Regions from separate parts of the Mus musculus genome. Here regions 1, 3, 4 and 5 are each linked to region 2. The links are chromatin contacts, called in public Hi-C and HiChIP or PLAC-seq maps. All regions are on one chromosome and are shown on one strand. The core of a region is the stretch at or near the end of the contact, and the rest is flanking DNA. Distances in the headings are between cores, read along the strand shown. Region 1 overlaps Ldlrad3 (low density lipoprotein receptor class A domain containing 3). Region 2 has its middle 12 kb from the start of Gm34268. Region 3 overlaps Ldlrad3 (low density lipoprotein receptor class A domain containing 3). Region 4 holds the start of Fjx1 (four jointed box 1). Region 5 overlaps Ldlrad3 (low density lipoprotein receptor class A domain containing 3).

Region 1 (4,567 bases), core at 1,381-3,880, 170 kb before region 2:
AGGTCCACTTTCCCTGTATCCTTTCTTTTTCACTAACTCTGATGGGTGGTGGGATAAAGGGGAGGTTAAAGCATTTAAGAACCATCATTAAAAATAGGATTTGAAAAAATTAAAGTTACACACATCTCTGTGTATATCTGTGAGGACATTCCCAGGCAGGTATAATTGAAGAGAGAAGATGCAACTGAATATGGGTGGAACCATCCCACGGTCTAGGCTTAGGTCATTTAAAGGAAAGGAGGGGTAAGCAAGAAGCACTGTTCTCATCTCTCTCTGCTTGCTCACTTCAGATACAGTGTGACCGACTGGTCACCTCCTATTCCTATTGCCATACCTTCCCTGCTGTGATAGACTGTACCCTCTCAAACCATGAACCAAACAATTCCTTCCCCCATACATTGCTTTTGACAGGTCTCTGGTCACATAAATGAGAAAAACAACGAATACTGATGGACAGCTCTGGGTGGACTCTGATTCTCCAGGATGGGTTCCTCAACTCAGCCCATTAGGGTTGGGTGATTCTTGGCTGTGCAGAGGATTCCCTGTGAACTATGGGGTTTTCCATCACTTTTAGCCCCTGCCCACTATCTACTAGCACTGGCCCTAGGAGTGACCATCGAAGCCATCTCCATCATTGTGAGATGTTAGCATCATGCCTGGCTGAAACCTACTGCTTTAGCAGTAGTGCTGGCTGAACTAGTGAAGCAGAGAGATGGTTAGGAAGAGAGAGGGCTCAAGGTTCACTCCTAAGTTCTCAACTATAACAAGGCAAGATCATCTCAAGCATCCTGAAGGCCGGCCCTCTGAGCCACTGGATCAGCTTCTGAATTCCCGCGCCAATCCATCATTCCTCCATTCACACAACATACAGCGAGTCCCAGCTGTACCAGGGATGCCAGCCTAACTTCAGAAGCACACCATGTCAAGGAGACGATCATGCACGTTTCGTACAGAGAGATGCACATGTGCTTCACAAAAGCCCCCGAGAATGAGCAGGAACAGGAAGGGAGAGATGACCCTCTCTTCTTGCAGGAATCAGGGGCAGTTTGAAAGGGATCCCCTCCCCCTGCCTTGGCAGAAAGGCACTGGCACAGAGGACAGGACATACGTAAAGAGCTGTGAGACAGGGCAGAAAGGTAGAGTATGGGAGAGGGATGCGCAGCCAGTGGGAATCACAGGGCCAGATAAGGGTGTTTTGTAAGGCACTTCAAAGCCTCACTGGATTCTATTGTGATCTGGGCCCATTGAGATTGCTATTACTTCAATTCATTATTCCTGATAATTAAAGAAAACTCAAGGCAGACATTCATGGGGAGCTCAACAGGCCTCCGCCTTGGGAATAGAAACTTCCCAGCTAAAGACTTGTTCCAATTTCAACCTCTGCCTCAATGATAAAACAAAACTTAGGGGAAGAAAGGCCTTACCCAGCACTGAGGGAAGTCGGATCGGGAACTCAAGCAGAAACAGAAGCAGAAACCATGGAGGACTGCTGCTTACAGGCTAACTCACTGCACTATGCTTAACTAGCTTTCTTGTCGACTCCAGGTCGACCTGCCTAGGGATGGTACCGCCCATAGTGGGCTGGGCCCTGAATGTTGATCTTCAAATCTCAGTCAAGACAGTGGCTGACACATATAGTCACAAGTTTAGCTGATGGAGGCAATTCTTCTCTTGAGATTTCCCCCATGGCAGGTAATTCTAGGTTGTATCCATTTGACAACAAAAGCTAACCAGGACGGCACTGTACCAACTCTGCCACATTCAAAACTATAGTCAAGAGAAGTTCAGCAGTGCATACAGGATTTCTCCATTGACAAGTGGCAAGGCCAGCCAGCATGTGCCTCAGGCTGCCTAGCTGCAGCGCTCCATGGTTTTTGTGAGGGCAGTGACTGGATCAGACATGCAGTATGGAACCCCCTGCAGCAACACTACAGTATAGAAAAGGCAGATGTCACCCAGACAGAATTATTATATGGAAAGGTTGAACCACTCCCAGAAGAACAATGGCCCAGGGAAAAAGGACTAAGAAGGAAGAGGGCAAACAAGAAAGATGGTTGGCCACCCCAGCTAATCATGGAGGGACAATGTGGTGGATCTCGCCCAGTCTGCATGAAGGGCACCTAAGGACATCACTACCTGCCCAATTTTGCCCAATTTAACAGCAGATTCCTGGGGATCCGTGCAGCAATTTCATTACTGAGAGAGATGCAAAAGCCAGGATATGGAGTATCAAAGGCACATACTCAAGTACAGCAAAGGAGAAAAGAGAGGAGCAGGCAGGAGGCCGTGGGAGAGACAAGAGGATGTGAAGAAACAATTGCAGAAATCCCAAGTCTGAGTATGGAGTGGATTTATCCAGTGAAATAGGACACTCCTATCCCCTACCTAGACCTGTGAACTAATCTTATGTGACCTGTCTTCAGTCCACGAGGGACCTCGACTATCAGAAAGCAAGGAACAGGGCAGTGTTTGTCAGAGTGGTTACAGAAACTTCCTAAGCTTCATCTGAGACTCACTGCTTATGGAAGGAAGGTCTGAGATTATTCTGATGCAGACAGCTTAGGCCCTGGGAAACACAGACTTGAGGCCTGAGGTATACAGACCTCAGACCCGCTGCAGCAGCAACCACCTGGGTTGCTATTGCACAGCCAGCCTTGCCCCAGACCTACTGAACTAGAATCTTCAACTGACAGAGTCCCACCCTCCACTCCAGCTTCTGAAGACTTATAAAGCTGGAGGCATCAGGGACCGTTTCAGGGAGGATTTGGGAACTGAGGTCAGTGGTCCTAGGAACCTGCCAGACATCTTTAGTGCACAGAGCCCAGAGATGTTCCTGCTGGGTTTGTGTGTGCTGGGGATGGTACAAGGATGCACACACAGAGATCAGAGGACAGCCTTCTTGCTTCAGACAGGGTCTTTCACCTGCCTGGGATTTCAGCAGTATGCTGGGCTAGTGGCCCACAAGCCTTCAGGGGTCTTCCTGTCTCTGTCTGTCGTCTGTCTCACCATCACCAGGTATGCACATGTGAACTCCCACCCCTGGCTTCTTACAAAGATCCTGGGATTCAAATTCAGGTTCTCACGACTTTTACAAGGCAAGCATTTTCCCAACTGAGCCAGCTCCCCAGCTGTCGATTTTTACCAGGAAAGGCACCCCTGAGGGAGACTCCCATTGTGGTTCTGATGTTTCAAGCCCCTGCTGCATGCTCTGGAACTGAAGAGCAGTTAGAATTTGCTTCAGCTACTAAATATTCAAGCTCTTCCCCCCCCCCCCCATTTTTTGCAGAGGAAATATGTTGTACAGGGTCTTGCCTCTAATCTCTAAGGCTCCTCAAAACCCTCCACACTGATGAGCCAGGCCATACACTGACCTGCAGGGGGCAGCATAACAATGGTTTAGGCTCACTCTGGAATGTCTGTATTCATATCTTGGCTCCACCTTTCCTGTAAGCTTCAATCCTATATAAAGGGTGTGTGTCTGTGGGATTTAGTGTGGCAATCTAAATTCTTTATGATATCAGCCATGCAGAGCACTGAGCAGAGAGTCTGGTGTACAACGTTGCAACAATATTCCCAGGTTGGCACAGACCCCAGAGTGCCTCTGTATACTCTGCTCACTAGGAGTCCAATCTTTTTGCATATGTAAACAATTCAAAATCTATTCCTACACATGTGCTCGTGTGCCAGCAAACGGTTCTGTCTTCCCACAGGGACAATCATAGGTATCTGGTGCTTAGACGTGACCAAGTCCCTTTAGAGTGGAGGAAAGTAGAGCCTAGGGGAGCTCGAGCGCTCAGCTCACCCACAGCAAGAGCTGGCTCCTGCACAACCCTGCGAAAGAGACAGTAACAACCAGGAGGAGGGAGGGAGGGGGGGTCTTCTAGAGTTTGCCATTCTCCCTGCATAGGAACACCCAGGCTGCCTGAGCAACAGCTGATCTGAGGAGGGCTGCATCTTTTCAGCCGGCTGAGCTGCCTGTCTCTTCCCCTGAAACCCTGTTAGTCACTATGAGTACCCTACCTCCCTGGAATTAAATACAAAAGCCACTGAAGCTGCCAGGGTCCACAGTTCTTGGGCACAAAAGCCCCTCATTAGCCTCTGTCCCTGTCTTAAAATCTAAGCAAAACATTAGGATGTAATGACAGAGGATGAAGATAATAGGTATCCGCAAATGCTGACCAGGGAGGGGTGTCCCAGGGTTCACATCCACTGGGATCCAACTGTGGGAAGAATGGTTACTTAACAGGCAGGAACAGGGATGAAGCAGAAGGAGACGTTGTGAAGACAGGCTGTTAAAACAATCAAGAGGTCCTTTAAAAGTCTTGAGAGACATATGGGGGAGGTGTCTGTCTCTGTCTATCTCTCTGCCTGTCTGTCTCTGTGTCTGTGTGTCTCTGTATGTGGTTGTATCTCTGTGTGTGCATGCGGCAGATGGAAGGAACCCTGCTGCTCTTTAGCAACCCTATCTGGCTACCTGTTAGGAAAAGCCTAGCCGAGAAAGCGGCCACGAGAGAGCAGGACACGTTGTCCGTGCATTTCCAAAGTCTTTCTTCCTCGATGGGGTCAC
Region 2 (4,714 bases), core at 409-2,908:
ATTTATCCATCCATCTGCTCACTTACCCACACACTCAGTCACCCAACCATCTGACCATCCATCTGTCTGTCTATCCATGTCTCTTGCATAGTTAAGATCCACTCTCTTTCAAATCGTAGGAACATTTATTTTGTTCCATTTTCTCTCTCTGTCTTTGGCCACTTGAAGCCTCATTTCTGTCTAAGTTCAAACAGATTATAAATTTGTAAGGTGGTGCATATGTGCATGGCCTGTGATTGCCTTCCTTGAAGAGGGAAAGTTCTGGTTTCCTCTCTCTTTTCTGTTGCCTGAAGTGGGAGTGTATTTTTTCCTCCCCTTGGATTTGAGCCTTCACAAGTGTTCCAGAAGAAAATTAAACCAAATAGAGAATTAGATTCCCCTCCCTTTTCTTGGAAACATCTTGCCACTGGGCCACGCTCCCTGGGAATTAAATAACTCTTCAAAAGGAGATCAGAAATAGATTTCTCAGTGGGGTTTCTAGACGTCAGTAAATGAATTTATGGAAAATGGGTTAGGTTTGGCAAATTTTAAACTGAGATCCGGTGGATGTGTAATCTCTCCATACAAATACTTCCTTTTTTTTTACCTCTCCTTCTCCATAGTCAACTAGAACAATTCCTCTTTATTTCAGTTGTTCAATCTTTAATATTCTCCTCCAGCTGCATGCTAATAGAGGGGAAAGTGGGTGTGGTAGAAAAAGTAATATATGTTGTGATAAATTCTTGACTGTGCAGTAGCAATTATCGTTTGGAGTTCAGTGGTAGGAATCCAGGGTGACCTAAGCTGGAGGGCTGTAATCAGTGTATGCACTCTGTAACTCTCTTTTCTCATCAATCAAGTTGGAGAAAGCTTCATGCCCCTCCCCAAACCAGACTGAAAATACTTTGCATATGAGAACGCAAATGCATCCTGGAGCTCTTCCGTCCAATGTGAGTTAGTCATGTGCGGGTACACTTGAGATGGAGTGGACAAGGGAGCAATACTGAGAAGCAGGATGGAGCAGCCAAGGTCCACATGGCAGCCGCACCCGGGGCAATTTAAAGCTGCGTGTTTCTCTCTCAGCTCTACATCATTTGACCTGCTGCTTGTTTACCAAGTCACCCTACCCAAGTCAGTCAAAATATGATAGTGCCATAGACGGGATAAGGCTTCTTCCCCATGACCCTCATTCTTCGTTTCTGCCAAACATGGGGAAGAAACAGGAAAGATGAAGCTAACATCCATGCGGAGTCTGATTTCTTCTTTGAGAAGCTGCTTCAGGTCAGGTCTCTCCAAAGCCAGCGCCTGGACGGCAGAGGGAGGGCTCTGCAGCTGGGCTAGGGTGAGAGGACAGGCCAGGACACACCCCACCCCTGCACTCCTGCTCCCCTGCAGTGCCGGAGTGGGGAAAGCATAGAAACAGTAGCAGCTATTTTGCTAATATGGGCCACGCGCTTGGCAGATGTTACTTCCTGTAACGTTGCCAGCAATGCCCTGAAATCAGGACTCTGTTCCCATTTAATAACTGAGGAAACAGAGGCACGGTGGAGACTGAAATAAAAGTAAAGTAGTCAGGACAGGGTTGAAGCAAAAGACATCCTGAAGCCTACAAAGGCTAAATACTGCCTCTCTGACCCATTACTGGAAAAGCATGTGGGGCACTGCTCAGAATAGAGCTGCTGGTGGGGCGCCCCGCTGTGAGGTGGGAGGAGCCGCGGGCATCCCCATCACCCCCCTTCTCCAGCACCACCACCACCAGACAACTTCTTCCTCCTCCTCCTCTGCCTCTTCCCTGGTTTTCTTTGCTTCTGGCTGCGGGGCACAGAAAATTGACTGGCTTTCTGCCCTGGATGGTCTCCCATGAGTGACTCCCTAACCTTCAGTCTCCTCAGCCCAGTCTCTTTTCTCTTCCGGGGCCTCATGCTTGTGTAGACACACACTCAGTCTTTTTGTGCTATCCTCAGAGTCTGAATCTAGCACCCCCGAAGATCACCAAATCCACGGATGCTAAGTCCCTCAGACAGGACGGTGTAGCATTTGTACACTGTGATTCAAATCCTCTCACTACAGCCAATGCGATGCAAATGCAGTTGTAATAGGTGTTGTGCATCTCATTGAAGGAACAGTAACAGAGGGAAGGTTCACCATGCACAAGTCTCCATCTCTTTTCAGTGACTGCATCGTTGATCCCATGGCTACAGAGCCCACAGCCACACGGTATGTGCACAGCTGTGAGTGTACACACATGGGCAAGTGTCCATTTCTCTTGATCCTGCTGTGTTATCTTATCCAACTCAGCCTTGCCGGTGCAGTAAACACCCACTTCATAAACTAATAAACGCTGGTTGAGTGAATGAGTGAAATTGTGTTTGTTATTAAAATTAAAAAAAAAAAAAAAAAAAAAGATTCGGCCCCGCCCCTGCTCCAGGATCGCGGTCCTAGCAGCCTCTCTGCTCTGGGTGATCTGAGGCAGTTTGGATCCCAGTGTACCAGCAGATATTGACGTGGGGACCCTCAGCAGCAGAGAGGTCATGGCCAAGGGACTCACCTGGATTCCCTCCCTCCCTTCCTCTGAGCTCATCCTCCTCACTTCCTCCCTGTGAGGCCTTTGCTGGCAGGTGAGCGGGCAGCAGCTGTGCTGCCGGCAAAGCAAGGGAAATATGTGCAATTTCCTGAGCGGGCGGGCGTACTAGGAGAGCAAGGTTCATAAAGAAAAGGAAAGCGCAGAGCTAAGCCCGGCTGGCAGCCTGCTAACCTCATTTCCTGGGGACCCCAGCAACCTGCAGAGAGCCTCAGGGTCCCGGAGGGCGGATTCCACCGGAAGGATGCTGGGTCATCACAGAGCCTGGCTCCAGAGCGGCCAGGTCACAGGGCCATCTTAATCTCTGAGGAAGCCAGTGCAGGTTTCTGGGGCCCTCAGGGTTTCCTCAACAGCACTTTGTGTTGGGAATTTGCAACTGGTTTCAGCCCTTCAAACTCAGGCTCCCTTACCTAAGCTAAGTGTTCAAACCCGACAGACAAAGACAGCTTAAGAGTTCTCACGCATGCTGCTGAGAAACGTCTTTCTTTCTTTCTTTACCACAGCTCTGACTTTCCACAGCAGTTCCCAGGTGCTGGATAAACCGCAGCCCTGCCTCACAGCTGTGGGGTTGAATCCACAGATTCAATTAATTGTGGGTTAAATGTTTTGTTGTTGTTATTTTTGAGACAGAGTTTTGCTATGCAGATTTGACTTGGAACTCATGGCAATCCTCCTGCCTTAGTCTTCAGAATGCTGAGCCAATGATATTTTTCAAAGTTTGCATCAGGTTCCATTGAGACTGCCCAGCAGCTAAAGGTCCTGCCTCTGAGCTTGATGACCTGAGTTCGAGCCCTAGGGCCCACAAGATGGAAGGAGAGAACCAACCCCTGAACGTTGTCCTCTGACCTCTACATACATGCCTTTAGCATGTGTATGCGCACACACTGTCTAATAAATATGTAATATATAAAACATTAAAGAGTTGCATGAGTGCTGAACACATTGAGGTTCTTTACTGGTCGACCCAACACAACACTGCCTGACAATTATTTGTGGAGCAGTTACTTAGTAGCAAGGACTAGTAGTATAGAGATGATGTAATGTCTATGGGATGCTGTGCCAATTCTATGCCATTTTATGTAAGGGACTTTATAATGATATCCAAGTAAATCTTGGAATAATCTCTGAGGAATTATTCTATGTCTGAGCAAGGGATGGCGGATCTTTCAGTCCAATCCCATAAGCACAGTCTGATGCAGGTCTTTAGAAGTCATGGTTTGTTTCTCTAGGTAAAATTAAACCTTCCCAGTCCCCGAGTTCTTTTCTGGTGTCTCAGTGTGTGGTGGTGGCACATGCCGTGACAACAGAGGAAGCAGATGACCTCTGGATCCTTGTTGGAGACTGATGAAGAGTGGATGGCCTGGGCTACTTTTTGCTCTGCACCTGCGTAGGTGTGATAGGTCAAAGTTTGGTCCTCACATTGTGGCCACTGAACCTTATGGCTGGTCACCTGGGCTGCCTGGGCCCTCTCTTGTCTGGGTCAGGTCCTAGGCATGCTCCTGCCTGCTCAGCCCATGTTGCTTCTCACTGGTGGGCACCTGGGAGATCTTCCATCTTTGTTCTTGGTGGAGACAGTGTGAAAGGCCAAGGATCATGTCAATGCTATCTCCAAACCTATACTTTCCTTTCAATACGACACTCTGTGGGAAATTTCAAATATAAAACACTATTTGAAATGTACAGTTTCAAGTAAATATACAGGTTTTTTATATTTATTTATTTATGGTGGCTAGCTAGAACGAGACCATATGCTTCAGGGGAATTTAAAAATAATTGAGTGAAGAGAACAAAGGAAATGTCATGACAGAACAGAGAGGAACCACAACACCAGGGGACCGGCAATAGTGGGGAGCTGTGACAACCCTTTGTCCTTAAGGGGTGCACACTGGAAAGTGAGTGATGAGAACGTAGCCAGGCAAGATGAACACTAGTCACAAGCTCTGGTAAGCTATGGCTCATGGCCTACAACTTATTTTGTAAATAAAGTTTTATCGGAACATAGCCAAACTTTTTTCCTTACATCCCACACTCTCTGTTGCTACTTTATGATCCAGTTAATAGGAAATAGTGACAGAGACCATACAGCTTACAACACTTAAACTATTCACTGTTTGGGTTCTGTGTAAAGAAAGCCTGCCGATCACTGCTTTTACG
Region 3 (4,842 bases), core at 831-3,330, 140 kb before region 2:
GGTTAACCGTTCCAAACAAGCCCTTGTGCTGTGGATAGCCCCTTGGAGAACATCTGCTACCTGATACTCAGTTAGGACCAAACAGACATGTTGCCTTTTAGAAATGAGATTTCACAGTCCATTCCAAAGGGAAGCTACAACAAAAGCTTCCACTCAGCCCGAGCCATCACAAGCCTTATCCCTGGCTCACTTTATCAGCCCTGCACACGGCCAATCCCTATCCCTATCACTGCAGCTAGGAGTGCAAGCAGCCACCACCCCATGGGGATCACCACTAGCTACAACTTCCAACCCAGCCTCCTGCCTCCCAGTTGATTCCTCCAAGTCTTAATCTGTCCTCTGGCCCGAAGAATCTTCCTAACCATGGCATTTTCTTACCTTAAAAAGCCAGGGAATGGGGAGCTGGCTCGGTTGGTAACATATTTTCCATAAGGGCCTGAATTTGATCCCCAGAATCACTCATATATATATATATCTTGGCAGTGACTGGCACATGATTCTAAGGTAGATCCTGACAAGCCAACCAAGCCTACTTGGCAAGTTCCAGGCCAGTGAGAAACCCTGTCCCAAAAACCAAATGCACAGAACTTGAGAAGCATCAGCAATGAGTGTCCTTGGCTTTGGCCTTCACTCAGACATTTATGAACACACATGCAAATAGACTAGAAATACACACACACACAAACAAACACACATATACTCATGCGCTTACATAGACCCAGAATACAAACACTCACACAGGCTCACACACCAACACTGTCGGACTCCCTGGTGTTTCTTATTTACAATTCAATGCAACCAAGAAAGAGTCCAAAAAAAAGAAGTGACATTTTCAGTGGAGACTGACACAAAGCAAAGGAGTGCAGATCAAGAGAACAGTGTCAAGGACCTGATGTGGGGAGGCACAGCCCAGAAGGATCAGAAATAGAGGATGTGCCACTCTGACCTGCAGGAGCTGCAAACCCACTGAGCTACCATTTCTCCCACCCTTCCACCCAATCAATGAGGATGCTCCATTCTGTTGAGCACAGACTCAACAGAGGACTTCCCCTGAAGGCAACCCCACAAGTCACTAACCCTCACAGTGAGCACTAACTTTATGATCTGCACGTCCATGGAGAGGTATCCAGACAGCAGTCATATGCTGGATTCTAGCCAGACACTACGTGCTCAGCCCAGAACCTCCACACCCCTGCCCTCTACCCCCTATACACACTCCAGCTGTTCGAGAACAACTGCTCAGAGAGTCACCAGCCAGCAGGAAATTCCTCCGGGCTGCAGAATGCAGGGCTGTCGCTTGGGTTTGTTTGGAAATCACTTAGACTCTCTTTTGTAGAGCTAACTCCTCGAAGACAAACCCCCTGGAAAAGTCACTACAACTGTGAAATCTTGCTCTGATAAACAGATTTCTGGAACCAGAAAATTGGTCAGATTAGATTCCAAAGACTTTGCTCAGAGCATCAATAAGGCTGGCAACATATGGACTTGATGAGTGATTGTGTAGGTTCAGAGAGTATTTATCCCATCCTTTATATGCATTACACACAAATGCCCTGCCAGTACTACAATAGGCACATGCTCTGTGCTCTTCTAAGTCCCCTTAAGCACACAAGGCGCACCCCACCCAGTGCCTTAGCAAAGTGACGTCATCAAATGTAAGCGCCTAAGAAGAAGCCAAAGCAAGAGAAGATCCCCCTGTAGACTCTGTCTTTCTAACCCTCCTCAAGCCCAGCCCAGCTGCCTCTCTGGCCTAGTGGCTTCCATGGGTTATCTCTAGTTCCCTTTTCAACCAGCAGTCTACACAGTGAAGAACTGTGTGGGAATATATATAAAAGTCAGGGCCTAGAGACATTTTCTTGCATTGACTAGGGGTGCTACTGCCATTTAACATGTAAAGGTCAGGGATGTGATACGACTTTGCATGGAAGGGTTTCGGGGGAGGGAGGAGTGCAGCTCTGACTTTTCGATGTATTGTGCCACATTTCTCCTAATCTGCCACCCACTGAGACACACCACACCACAGAGCCATCTGGCTTGACAAGTCAACAGTGCTGAGGCAGAGAAACACCTGCTACTCAGCAGTTCTCAGTCGCTCCTGTTGTTTCTCTTTTCACACAGTGAGCGTTTTCAGTGCAGGTGACGGTATCTCTAGGACCTTCAGCAACTCTGAATTCTTACATCCTGGTGTAGAGAGCCTCTCTTCAGAGGCATGACCCTGACTCTGAAGCCCCAGCACCTCCCTCCTTTAAAACCAGTGTCTTGATCACACGAATGTCATTCCTGTTCCCCAGGCTTCTAAGCACGGGGCAGGCTGACCCAGCAGAGTCTTCAGCCCATCTTCTCCCTGGTGTTTGGGGCTGCATTGGATCCCTCCAAAGCTTTAAGCTGTAGGCCTGTTAGTAATCTCGTAATGGGAGCACATTTGTCTTTAGAGAGGTAATACATTAAAATGAGGCATTAGAGTAGACCCTAATTCAACATGACTGGTATCCTCACTGGAAAAGAAAATTAGGGCAGACACACACACACACACACACACACACACACACACACACACACACAGGAGAAACAACATGAAGACACAGGGAACCATTAGTAAATCAGGGGATGGGGCTGAAAGGAACCAACCCAGCTGACAGCTTGATCTCAGATCTCTCTGATGAGACAAACAATCTGACGTTCAAGCCACACTATTGTACTGGAAATCTAATCCAATATGCTCTCCTCCTTCTGCTTATTCTTTTGACCCCCAGCATAAGTCATCAAATCTGAGAACCTGTCCCAGGCACCCAGCCTGAGGCTGGTTCTTCTATTAATCCCTCTGATCCCATCCTGTGTTTCCCTTAATCCCAGCCCATGTTAGTGATTGCCTCTTAAGGAATATTCCTGCTAGGCACACACACACACATACACACACCATACACACATACACACCACACACAAACACATACACACACCACACACATACACACCACATGCATACATACCACACATACACACACACACCCCACATACATCACACACATACACACACACACCATACACACCACACACACAAACACACCACACACACACATACACACACACCACACCCAGAGGCACAGGCTCTGTCTGTCCTCAGCTCTGCACCCCAGGATTCTACAATTCCCAGCTCTCCCATAAGTATCACTGACAACTCTAAGAAGTAAACCAGGCATGGCATTAGTACCTTAACCTCCATCCCTGAACCACCCCATCACCCTTACCCCATTTCTCTAGCACTTGTGTGGGACTGTGCATACATAGTTAAACTAAGGAATACAGAGAACCTAAACCTGAACAGGTAGATCGCTATCCTGTCTGCTTGAAAGGTTAGAAATCTTTCAACCCAACAGCTGGGCATTCTAATGGCAGCAATATTTCTCCCAGTTCGGTGTCTCGGAATATACTTAAATAAAAACATGACCAGCCTTAGCACAAAGTTGGCTTCCTCCTCCTCTCCTCTCTCTTTTTCACTAAGTCAAAGAATCCAAAGGAGTTGCATGTTTCCCTGCAGAACATCACTTAACTGAAAATAACTGCACCATCTGTGCAGGAATGGAAAAGTAAAAGCCACGCCCTTCCTTGTCGGGCAGAAGACAGCAGCCTGTTGCTAAAGCGTCTTCCAGGGCCCCTGGCCCGCAACTCTTATTTGATGTGGGGAACAGAACCGGAACAACTAGAAACTCCAGCGGGGCTATGCTCACTGCAGTCGCCCAGGACATTCAGCCAGTGACACAAACGTTTCCAGCTGTGAAATGGGAATTTCATCCTGACAGCTGCTGTCCTTTGGCACTTCTCCTTGCTCTCCGCTGCGGCTCCCTCCCTAGCAGCAGCCGTCATGGTCGTCATGGTCGGGTCTGAATGGACATCTGCAAACTATCAGTAGACTCTGCTTTCCGATTGCTCCCTTCGATTCTCCTCCTTCTCTTCCTGACAGCCTAGATCTGTGGGCACCGCTGAACGGAACAAGAGGCACAACTCGTCTGCGCAGCACACACACAGCTTAGCATTCATGCTTGCAGATCTCAGAGAGACCTTCCTTCCCTACTACCTTTTCGTGCTTTTCTCCAGGACTCATTTCTTGAGACATGCAGACACACCTGCATGGACATATACTTTCACTCACCGACAGGTTAACACCACCTAGTGAGCTCTTCTTCAGTGATTTGTTTATAAGCATACCTAGAACATGTGTGAAGAGCCTTTGTGCTCTGGACTGTTCCCGTGTGATGTGAGCGCTACACAGAACCTCGGACATCTGTCCTGTGTATTTTTCCAAAAGCCATTTGGTCCTCATCATGCAAATATCTTCCTGTTCAAGCTTGGATAGGGGAGCATCTGGCTGTCACCGAGAAGGCAGCAGTCACACAAGGATGTCTGGTCTGGCCTAGCTCCAAGCACCTGTGCTTAGCCAGCCCCCCTCCCCGCCCACGGCCTTGTTAATCTATACTCCCTCTGCCCCAGGAGCTCATTCCACTAGTGCTACCTCCGTTTACCCATCTGATGGAGGAGGATCACCCTGATATATTGCTGAGAAAGTGTAACATAACCCCACACTTCAGCTGACTTTTATAGCCACAGATATAACAAAAACATGATCCCTGATCCTGAAAGAAAATCCTATGTTAGTCACATGGTGTTTCCCTGAGCGAGAGTTAAGGATGGAGAAGGACGCTAGGCTAGTGATGGAGCTCAGCTAGCGTCTGCCTAGCATCTGCCCATCACACGGCTCATGGCTTGTTTCTCCCAGGAAGTGCTCCAAGATGGCAGATGTTTTGTTTCCTTCTTATAAAACAAGTGAGGGAAGAAGGCCAGTGGCCA
Region 4 (4,315 bases), core at 1,717-4,216, 190 kb after region 2:
CTTGAATGCAGTGAAATGTATGCCAGAGATTAAAAGGCAGAATTAATTTATAACACCCTCTACCTGTTTGCAATCTGTGCTTAGCTTATTATCTGCACACATTGTGCTGCAAGGCAATTACAATGTTGGAAATAACCTGCAGCACGTGACCACTGCTGTTAAGTTTAAAAGGGGGCATTTGTCATGTTTTAGTCTGCACATCTGGTTCTATCATATTTACCACATGATTAATATAGGAACATATTACAGTGAAACCCTTTCATATCATTTTTATTTGCTAGGAAATGGAGCACTCTTCTTTCATCTCTTCCTGTTCCCTCTCTCCCTTTCCAGGCTGAACTCAAATTTCTAGTCCTAAGGTCCATTTGAGGGAAGACAGAGAAATCTGCTTTTGCCTTTGTTCAGCTCCCCAGCCCCAACCACAAAGGGGGTGGATCTGCATCCTCTGTTTTACAAAGCACACCCACTCGCCAGAGAAAACTCAACCCCATTCCAAAAGGAGATGAGACCAGAGCCCTCAATCAAATCAAACCTCATGAATTAAGTTCTAAATTTTAAACTCCCTTTTATTGAAATATAAGTTTGTTTAGTCTATTTACAGCACAATTTATGCACATATATACACACAGAAGGCAAATTCTGTCAAATAAAAAAGTTTTCTTACTAAAAAATTAAAATTAAAAAAAGTAAAGTGCATGAAACTGATTTTTTTCCCCCTCTGGTGAACATCATCATTGTCAATTTTGGTCAATTGGGAGACGCAGGAAGAAATTCATTATTGACTCTGCTTATAACTAGTCCTGAATTCATAGCCTTCAGGCCAAAATGATAGGAGTTCAGGAATGGGTGAGACAAACTGTCAGGGTCTGGAGGGCTCCCAGGGGCGGGGAAGTCTTGCTCTCTTTGTCCTATCCAGAGCTGTCCCTCAGCTTGGAACAGTTATCTCACCATCGCGCGCCGGAACAAAGGGCGAACACAGGAAGGGGGTTTCACCAGCCCTTGTCACAGCCTGCTCTGGGGCCACCAGCGCTGTGTTTAGTAGGAAATAGAGGAATTAGCTCAAACGGAAGTTTTCCTTTTTGGGAAGGGGTGGAGGGGGCGACAAAAATGGACTGCATCTCCCAAAGAGACTGCCATTCCCGGGCCAAACCCCAGCAGCCAGTTTCTTCGGATCCAATCTCCACACAAGCACAGAACTCTTTTTATAAGCTAGGTGGAGGGAATGTTACACTTCTCGCCTCGGTGAGTTTGCCCTTCCAGAACTTGGAAAGGAAACAGCCTGGCATGAAAAGAAAGGGGCAAGTGGGTAACACACAATTTTTTTTTTTAGACAGCTTGGCGATCAGACCATTGGGTGGGCGTTGGCTGGTTGGTCGTTGCCCGTGGCAGAGAAGACAGCCCTAACCCCCATCATTCATACCCCAGTCCCTCTCTTCCTCGGAGTGTTATTAAGTCCCCGGGCCGGCGGCCGTACTTGGCCTTGCAGTGCAAAATGTGTTTGGCGAGGAAGTCAAGGCGGCGCTGTAGCAGCTGAGCGTGGGGTTCTGAGAGCTCCGCCAGCTCTGGGAAACGCGGTTCGTGGCGACTGTAGAGGCGCAGCAACCGGGCCGCCGCGTCCTGACCCCGGTGCAGCTCCAAGACGCGCCTAGCAGTCCGCTCTCGGAATACACACACCGACTGTAGCAGCGGTTCGTTATACTTGTCCCACATGCCGGCTACCCGGTAGCCGTGCACCAAGCCCGCCTCATTGTCCAGAAAGACCAACGCCCCTCCTGGTCCTCGGTGCAGGTTGCTCGTAGCGCGGTGCATAACGCGTGGGTCCCACTGTAAGCTGAAGAGGTTGCTCACAAGCCGGTCAAAGTTGGCCGTCAGGTAATCGAAGAGGATCAGATCGGTCCATTGTACCAAGTCCACCAGCTCCGCCTGGCTGAGGTTGGTCAGCTCGCCCCCGGCGTCGCGCAGGGGCCGCAGACGGCCGTCCTCTGATCGCCAGGGCTCGGGCACCACCACGTCGGTGAGGTTAGGCAGCCAGCGCGTCAGGCTCACCACGCTGCCCTCGGTCCAGTGCGCGGTGCGCAGCTCCTCCTGCACCTGCACCCACTGCGCGCCCCGAGCCTCCACCCGAGCCAGTGCCAGCGGCGGCACGTGGCGCTGGAGGCCCAGCAGGCGCGCAAGGTAGTAGGACAGGGCCTCGCCCTGTATCTGCTCTGGGTTGATGCCGTAGCGTACACAGGCACGGGTGCCGTCGGCAAAGCGGGCTAGGCGGTTGGAACTGCGTCCGCAGCCCCCGCGATCCAGAGCCACCACCCGAGCACCCCGTGCCACCTCCAGCCACGCTGCTGCTTGGGCTTCGGAAAAGCCCCGGGGAACCTGCTCCTCCAGGCCGCGGCTCCAGAAGACGCCCCCGTGCACCGCCCTGCGCTCCTCTGGCCAGGACAGCCCGGAGGGCTCGTGCCGCCCGCGGTCGTCCTGGTGCCTCCTAGGCGGGTTATCCGCGCCGGCCGCCAGGGTGAGCAGCGCCCGGAAAGTTTTCAGGGAGCCGCCGCGGGCGTCCCATACTAGGGGCGGGGGCAGAGGGAATCGCGGCTCGGGCGCGGGGCCGCCACTCTGGATCGGATGCGGAGGGAGTCGATCTTCGGGCGGCCGGGAGGCTGGCAGCTCGGTCCGCGGTGGCAGGAGTCCTCCCCACAGCGTCAGCAGCGAGCTCAAAGCCAGCAGCCAGAGCCCCGCGGCGGCGGCGGCGCCCCGCATCTTCCTCCCCATGCTCCTGCCGGCGCGCCGGTGCCACCGCCGCCGCTTCAAGCCAAGCCCGGGCGCCCGGGTGCGGGCGGCGAGGCGGGCCCGGCTGCTAGCTGGCTCCGGGGCTTCGGGTGCCGGAGCCCCATCGCGGCCGCGGAGCGCTGCGGGGCTCTGGCCAGCGCTCTGCCCCGGCGCTGGGAACTCGCCTCCCCGTGGCTTCCCAGCAGCTTTTGTATTTCGCTGTGAGACCCTCCGGCGGGCGCGATTCACAGGCGCCCGGACCACGTGGGAGCGAGGGGGATCCCCCTCCCCCTCCTCTGCCGCCTCTCCCCGCCCCCCACTCCCCCGCCCCTTCCCTTCCTCTTCCCCTTAAAGCGGCAACCGATCCTTCCAGGAGCGAGAGGTGGCCCCACGTTCTGTCCCGGACTTCGGGGCGGGGAGGAGGCTGAACTGAGGGCGTCCGTGCGGGGGCGTCGGAGCGGGGGCGGGGGCAGAGACCAATTGTAGGGCTTGGGAGTAGCGGCGTGTCCGGTGCTCTTGTTGGGAGTGGGATGATCCCCTTGTACCCTCCTTTGGACTGTGTCTGATCTGAAAACTTCAGACAGCCCCCCACCGCAGTACAGGCAGGGGTCAGGGTGAGTCCTTTTGCTACCTCACTTGGTGTGATTCACGCTGGCTTATGTAAATTCCCCGGAAAGTCTCGAGCCCTAGAGGATGTGACTCCAGCTGGGAGAGGAACCATCTGTAGCCAATGACTTTGAACCCATAACCTCTCTCCAGATGCAAGCTCCCCGGTATGGATCATTGCAGGCTTGAGAGCAATGAGGTTAACTTCTGTGACTTTTCTCAGGGATGCTTGGAATTAAACCTTGCTGTGCAAGTTGGACAGCCAAGTCAGGTCCCCTGGTCGCATGCCACTTGGCTTTCCCATTTTAAAGAAAGTTCAATATGTAGAGATAGGGATATCTAGATAGATATAAACACTTATTGTCAACATTCTCACCTTGTTTTTAAGTTGTCATTTAGTCAGTCACTTTATTCCCAATTATAAATTTCTCCCAAACAAAGGAAAATAAACAATTGTTTTACTAGTTTAGTGTAAAGGAAAAAGGACTAGTGGGAAGTGGGGCAGTGAAGAAAAAAACAAACCAACACATTATAAAAACTGATGCATCTTCCTCCAGACTTTCTTGGATTTAATTTACCAGCAAATCTCTTGGAAACAAACTGAATCTTTCCTTTCCCTTCTTGTATCCCATATTTCAAACTGGAGATTCTTAGTCATAAGATCAGAGCCGTGAGGGGTCCTGAGAGCCAGAGCTGGCACTGCCAGGGAACTGTCCCAGGACAGTACGTATGCTAAGCAGGTTCTCTTCTGACTCCTCCCCGAGTCCTACAGCCAGAGTTTAAAATCGGTTTCTTTCACATTGTGTGTGTGTATGTGTGTGTGTGTGTGTGTGTGTTTCCTTTCCCTATATTCCTCTCCTGGGAACACATGCGAGGTTTCAGCTGGGCTACATCTGCCTGTGCTGTGTATATTTATTCTGGAGTTATAGGGTAGACAATGTAAAATGTT
Region 5 (4,360 bases), core at 1,675-4,174, 220 kb before region 2:
ACTGGTTAATTTCAGGACCCAACTACTGTCATTCATGATACAACTTCTTCCCTTACAGAGAAATACCAATCCTGCCCTATCTGAGAAGGCCAGAGGCGGGAGGACATTACAGAGGAAAAGCGTCCCCAACCCCCATGGCCAAAACTTGCTTGCAAGCTGCCTCTCATTTCACTGTAATTCCTTGTGTAAAATGCAAGCATCCCTCATCCAAGCACTGTAACAGGCACAGCCTCCCATCCATGTGCACTGAGATCCACTGGGCCCACTTGTGGTGGGACAAAGTCAGACAAGAGCATCCTGAGAGAAGCCAGGGCTGATGGAGCACAGGTAGAAGTTTCTGTCTAGTCAACGGGGTGGATGATCTGGGATGCTGGAGTCTTGACACTGGAAGAACAGGAGATCAAGTGCTTTGATTAAAATTCAGAGAACAATGCATTTCAGACTCCAGAGCTGACAGTCCCCAGGAGTGGTGCAATGATACCACAGCATAGCGTAGCCACAGAAGCTCCTAATCAGCAGCAGTGAGAGGCACAGGGGGTGAGTCACAAGAAGCACCACTCAGGGTGCTGTCTTAATTGGGGTTTTACTGCTGTGAACAGACACCATGACCAAGGCAACTCTTATAAGAACAACATTTAATCGGGCCTGGCTCACAGGTTGAGAGGTTCAGTCCATTATCATCAAGATGAGACCTTCCAGGCAGGCGTGGCGCAGGAGGAACTGAGAGTTCTATATCTTCATCTGGAGACTGCTAGCAGAACACTGACTTTCAGGCAGCTAGGGTGAGGGTCTTAAGCCCACGCCCACAGTGACACACCTACTTCAACAAGGCCATACCTATTCCAACAGGACCACACTTTCTAATAGGGCCACTCCCTGGGCCAAGCATATGCAAACGATCACAGGTGCCTAGCATGGTCTAAGCACTCAGACTTTCGGTAGAGGGCAATGAGCAGTAACAGAGTGGTAGAGGGGGCTGGAGAGAAACCTCAGCTCCAACTCAGGCTTACAGAAAGGCCTTGCAGGCTTGTGGTGAGACCAAAACAGCTCACCAGAGCCCTGTAATGCCTTCTGGTCTCACCTGGCTCAGGCGCATCTGCTTCTTCCTTCCAAATGTCTTCTGGGCCACTCCTGACCTCCCAGTACCCTAGAGATGTAGGTCAGGATCGTACGCTGTATCTAGGACCAGCCCCCACCTGACCCAGGTGGGCACTACAGGCAGGCATCCCCACACTTCCTCTCTTCCAATGGGGGTTCCCTCACCTTGCTGTTCCCTCTACCTAGCAGCCGCTTCCCTCTTCACAGACTCCTGCCCACCTCCAGATTGAAACTGCAAACCTCTGCTTAGAGGACTCCACTCTTATCCTATTGTGCCCTACACTTTTCCTTACACGACTCACATGCTTGTGATTGCCATTTGCCGCCTGTCTCCATGCTCTGCAGTGAGCTAAATGAACATAGTACGTGGGCTTGCAGGAAGCCGAGCCATGGTTATCCTATCAACCAATGTGGGTGGAGGCTGGGAAAGGAAACATCTTTTGGCAGAAAGTGGTCCTAAAACAGTTCACCAAGCAAAGACCCAAAGGAGGCGAGAAGACTGTGGGGTGGGGCAAGGGTGGTACAAAAGTCCCTGCCACCACAAAGTACCTCCTTTCACAGCCTCCAACTGCCTCACTGTGACGGAAATATGGCAGAACTCTGTGCCTCAGCTGCTGTCCTGGCAAAGTGCCCAACCTCAGCTTACACCCACCTGCAGGGGGTGGCAGAGCTTATAGAACTTGGGATGGGAACTGAGAAAAGGGAATTATCTACAGGCTCTAAGCCCAGAAAGCCCCGTGGACCTGTGGCAAGCCTGGCTGGATGTAGGCTCATGTCCGCAGGATGGCTGGAGACCCTTCCTGGCTGGGTTGGCTCATGTCTGCAGCACGGTTGGGGACCCTTCCTGGCTCCTTGTTATTTTCATTCTGGCCTGAGACACAGGATGCTGGATGTGAAGATGAAGGCTGTATTGACAGGAAATTCCAGACCTCATACCTCTGGCCTTCTTAGAAGCAGCGAGACACCAGCTCCTGTTCATAGTAGCCTTAGCCACCACCCCTGCAAGTCAGACTCCCTGGCTTTGACATAGTCAAGAGGGACAGGCGAATAGAAGGCCTCCAGAATTGTACAGTGCACCTTTGAACTTAACCTCTCCCCCATGGTGACCAGGGCATCTGAAGACAGGGCTCCCTCCCCCATCCTTCCCTCTCTCTCCCTCCAAAGCAGACTGCTAGGTCTTATCACCTCTCCTGTGCGAAATCTCAAATCTGCCTGTTTTGCTCCACAGGACTTGGCATTTGCCCTCCGTGTCCTTCATTTGGTTATAAAAGTGGAGGCCCAGCATGGTCTCTCAGGGCCAACCTTGGCCTCTGCCTACTACTGCCCATCACACCTGAAGCTGCTCTTTGTGTAAGTCTGACCACACGTGTCTGCTATGTGTTGCTGCTGCTGCTCTTAGGATGTAATGATTTCTGTGACATCACAACCCCCCAGGCCCTAGCCGAGCATCTGTGCACGGTGACTTAGGAATCTGCATTTGTCAAGCACCTGGCACAGAGCAAGGCCGAGCAAGGCAGTGCTAACTGTGTAAGATGGACCAGTGTTCTCGGGGGAGGCAGAGGAGGCTGCACTTACAGGGCTGAGCCCTATGGGGTGGGTGTTGATACAAGTGCTGATTAACTGTTTGCCTAGATACTGTATCACAAACAAACAGGAAATTAATTCTCCATCTTTCAATTCCCTTTCTGAGTTTAATTGCAAGCCATATAATTGGTCTCAATTTCCTTTAAATAAAAAGCCTTCTGCTATCAATATGTAACAGCAAGGAACTCCAGCTCTCTGCTACCTCGGATACTTCTCCTTCCTCCAACACATGGGGAAACAGCTGGACACATTCTGATATATTTTTGAAGGGCACTAAAACACCCCACCCAGACCTTCGAGGTAGCAAAAGCAAGGCAAGTGTGTGCTTTAGACACCTGCAGGCAGATGTAAAATGTAAGCGTGACAGGCAAGTGCGTCCAAGCATGGGCTTTGGAATGAGCGTGAATGTGTGACAAGCTGTGTGATCTTGGGCAGGGTGTGACCCTTCTGAACCTAAGCACCCCAATGTGTAAAGAGAAGGCAAGTTATATGGACGGCTATGAGTCAGACAAGGCGCAAGTGGGCGACCTAATTAAGAAGCCAGCGTGGTGACTCAGATGTGGTTAGAAGTCGAGGCACCGTCACCAATTTATTATCTCAATGCTGCTGTTGCTACTGCTACTTCTGATGTGAGGCCATAGAGCACGTCCGAAGCCTAAGCATCTCCAGGCAAACGGGGACGTGGCCTGAGTTTATGGCATAATAAGGCATCTAAGGCATCTGGCCTTATGCTTTTTCTTTTCTTTCTTTTTTTTTTTTTTTTTTTTTTTGGTTTTTTGAAACAGGGTTTCTCTGTATAGCCCTGGCTGGCTGTCCTGAAACTCACTTTGTAGACCAAGCTGGTCTTGAACTCAGAAATCGGCCTGTCTCTGCCTCCCAAGTGCTGGGATTAAAGGCACGAGCCACCACCGCCTGGCCCTGGCCTTATTCTTGAATTCAAGATTGTTGTTAAGCTTTTTATTCTCATAATAACTGAGGCTAGTTCACTTTTCTCTTACATATGGGGAAACGAAGGCACAGAGAGAGATATGAAAGGAACTCTCCCAGGATTAGACAGCATGTACTGTATAAATCCAAACATATCAGTGCAAAATCTCCTCCTCCCAAGTGCTACTTTATTTTCTGTGATTTTCAGAATAAATTATTCACAGCTGACCGTCTTTCAAACCTCCGCTCAGCCATCCCAGATCCATAGGCAAGCTTGCAGTCTTGTTAATGTTTAATGAATACAAATAAATCATAAAATAAAGATATTCCTTAAGACCTATATATTTAGCTCCTAATGGCTGTTTGTGTCTTCTTTGTTCAGATCAGGATGAGAAACATTCAGGAATCTAGCCTTTACTCATTTTTGGGTTTTTCTGAGATAGGGTATCATGTAACCATGCCAACCTTGAACTCCCTATGTGGCCAAGAAAGACCTTGAACTTCTGACGCTCTTGCCTCCATCTCCTGGGTGCTGGCTTCACAGACGTGGGCCTGGTTTATGGCAGCTGCTGAACAAACTCAGGGCCATAAGCTATGCAAGCAGTCAGTCTATCAACTGAGCTACGTGTCCAGGCCCTGGCCTTTATTTTTAAATGCAAATCTTTCTTTCAAAACACAAAAGAACTCTGCTTGGTATTAAGGAATACAATCAGATATAAAAATTTTCAGCAGTCACCAACAGAGATAATCA

The links. A called contact is a pair of places that touch in the nucleus more often than the background predicts. HiChIP or PLAC-seq counts read pairs in DNA pulled down with a chosen protein or histone mark.
Region 1: an H3K27ac HiChIP or PLAC-seq map of double positive thymocytes shows a contact between it and region 2, with 5 times the contacts expected there. The contact joins two enhancer-like sites. A contact is called at or near these places in 2 of 484 Hi-C or Micro-C datasets (the Ba/F3 cell line and cerebral cortex) and 2 of 115 datasets of contacts at active chromatin or transcription factors (double positive thymocytes and embryonic limb bud).
Region 3: an H3K27ac HiChIP or PLAC-seq map of double positive thymocytes shows a contact between it and region 2, with 2.4 times the contacts expected there. The contact joins two enhancer-like sites. A contact is called at or near these places in 6 of 484 Hi-C or Micro-C datasets (cerebral cortex, double positive thymocytes, forebrain and 1 more) and 3 of 115 datasets of contacts at active chromatin or transcription factors (double positive thymocytes, embryonic limb bud and thymocytes).
Region 4: a Hi-C map of forebrain shows a contact between it and region 2, with 5 times the contacts expected there. The contact joins the promoter of Fjx1 here to the enhancer-like site in region 2. A contact is called at or near these places in 6 of 39 promoter capture datasets (the 3T3-L1 cell line, hematopoietic stem and progenitor cells, hippocampal neurons and 2 more), 3 of 15 datasets of contacts at CTCF or cohesin (the NIH/3T3 cell line, large pre-B cells and pro-B cells), 15 of 484 Hi-C or Micro-C datasets (3T3-L1-derived adipocytes, the HL-1 cell line, the N1E-115 cell line and 11 more), 17 of 115 datasets of contacts at active chromatin or transcription factors (craniofacial prominence, embryonic basal ganglia, embryonic forebrain and 13 more) and 2 of 9 other capture datasets (adipose tissue and liver).
Region 5: a contact with region 2 is called in an H3K27ac HiChIP or PLAC-seq map of double positive thymocytes, with 5 times the contacts expected there. The contact joins two enhancer-like sites. A contact is called at or near these places in 2 of 484 Hi-C or Micro-C datasets (cerebral cortex and double positive thymocytes) and 2 of 115 datasets of contacts at active chromatin or transcription factors (bone marrow-derived macrophages and double positive thymocytes).

Annotation. Positions count from the first base shown.
Region 1 is chr2:102,088,326-102,092,892 of GRCm38.p6, forward strand. All of the region lies in intron 2 of Ldlrad3 (low density lipoprotein receptor class A domain containing 3), which reads right to left. Among named protein-coding and RNA genes, the nearest start is that of Ldlrad3, 96 kb to the right of the region's middle. Within about 2 kb of position 2,631, at least 13 of the 459 cell types and tissues checked have an H3K27ac peak or open chromatin away from gene starts, as enhancers often do. A contact at or near this core is called in double positive thymocytes, where this site is marked.
Region 2 is chr2:102,256,738-102,261,451 of GRCm38.p6, forward strand. No RefSeq gene overlaps it. Among named protein-coding and RNA genes, the nearest start is that of Gm34268, 12 kb to the left of the region's middle. Within about 2 kb of position 1,659, at least 65 of the 459 cell types and tissues checked have an H3K27ac peak or open chromatin away from gene starts, as enhancers often do. A contact at or near this core is called in the N1E-115 cell line, the P5424 cell line, cerebral cortex and 2 more, where this site is marked.
Region 3 is chr2:102,115,516-102,120,357 of GRCm38.p6, forward strand. The region is part of intron 1 of Ldlrad3 (low density lipoprotein receptor class A domain containing 3); the gene reads right to left. Among named protein-coding and RNA genes, the nearest start is that of Ldlrad3, 69 kb to the right of the region's middle. Within about 2 kb of position 2,081, at least 47 of the 459 cell types and tissues checked have an H3K27ac peak or open chromatin away from gene starts, as enhancers often do. A contact at or near this core is called in double positive thymocytes, where this site is marked.
Region 4 is chr2:102,448,826-102,453,140 of GRCm38.p6, forward strand. It overlaps Fjx1 (four jointed box 1), which reads right to left and starts at 2,967. Exons shown (of 1, transcript NM_010218.2): 1 at 541-2,967. The coding sequence starts at 2,763. The coding sequence ends at 1,411.
Region 5 is chr2:102,031,452-102,035,811 of GRCm38.p6, forward strand. All of the region lies in intron 4 of Ldlrad3 (low density lipoprotein receptor class A domain containing 3), which reads right to left. Among named protein-coding and RNA genes, the nearest start is that of Gm39888, 42 kb to the left of the region's middle. Within about 2 kb of position 2,925, at least 72 of the 459 cell types and tissues checked have an H3K27ac peak or open chromatin away from gene starts, as enhancers often do. A contact at or near this core is called in double positive thymocytes, where this site is marked.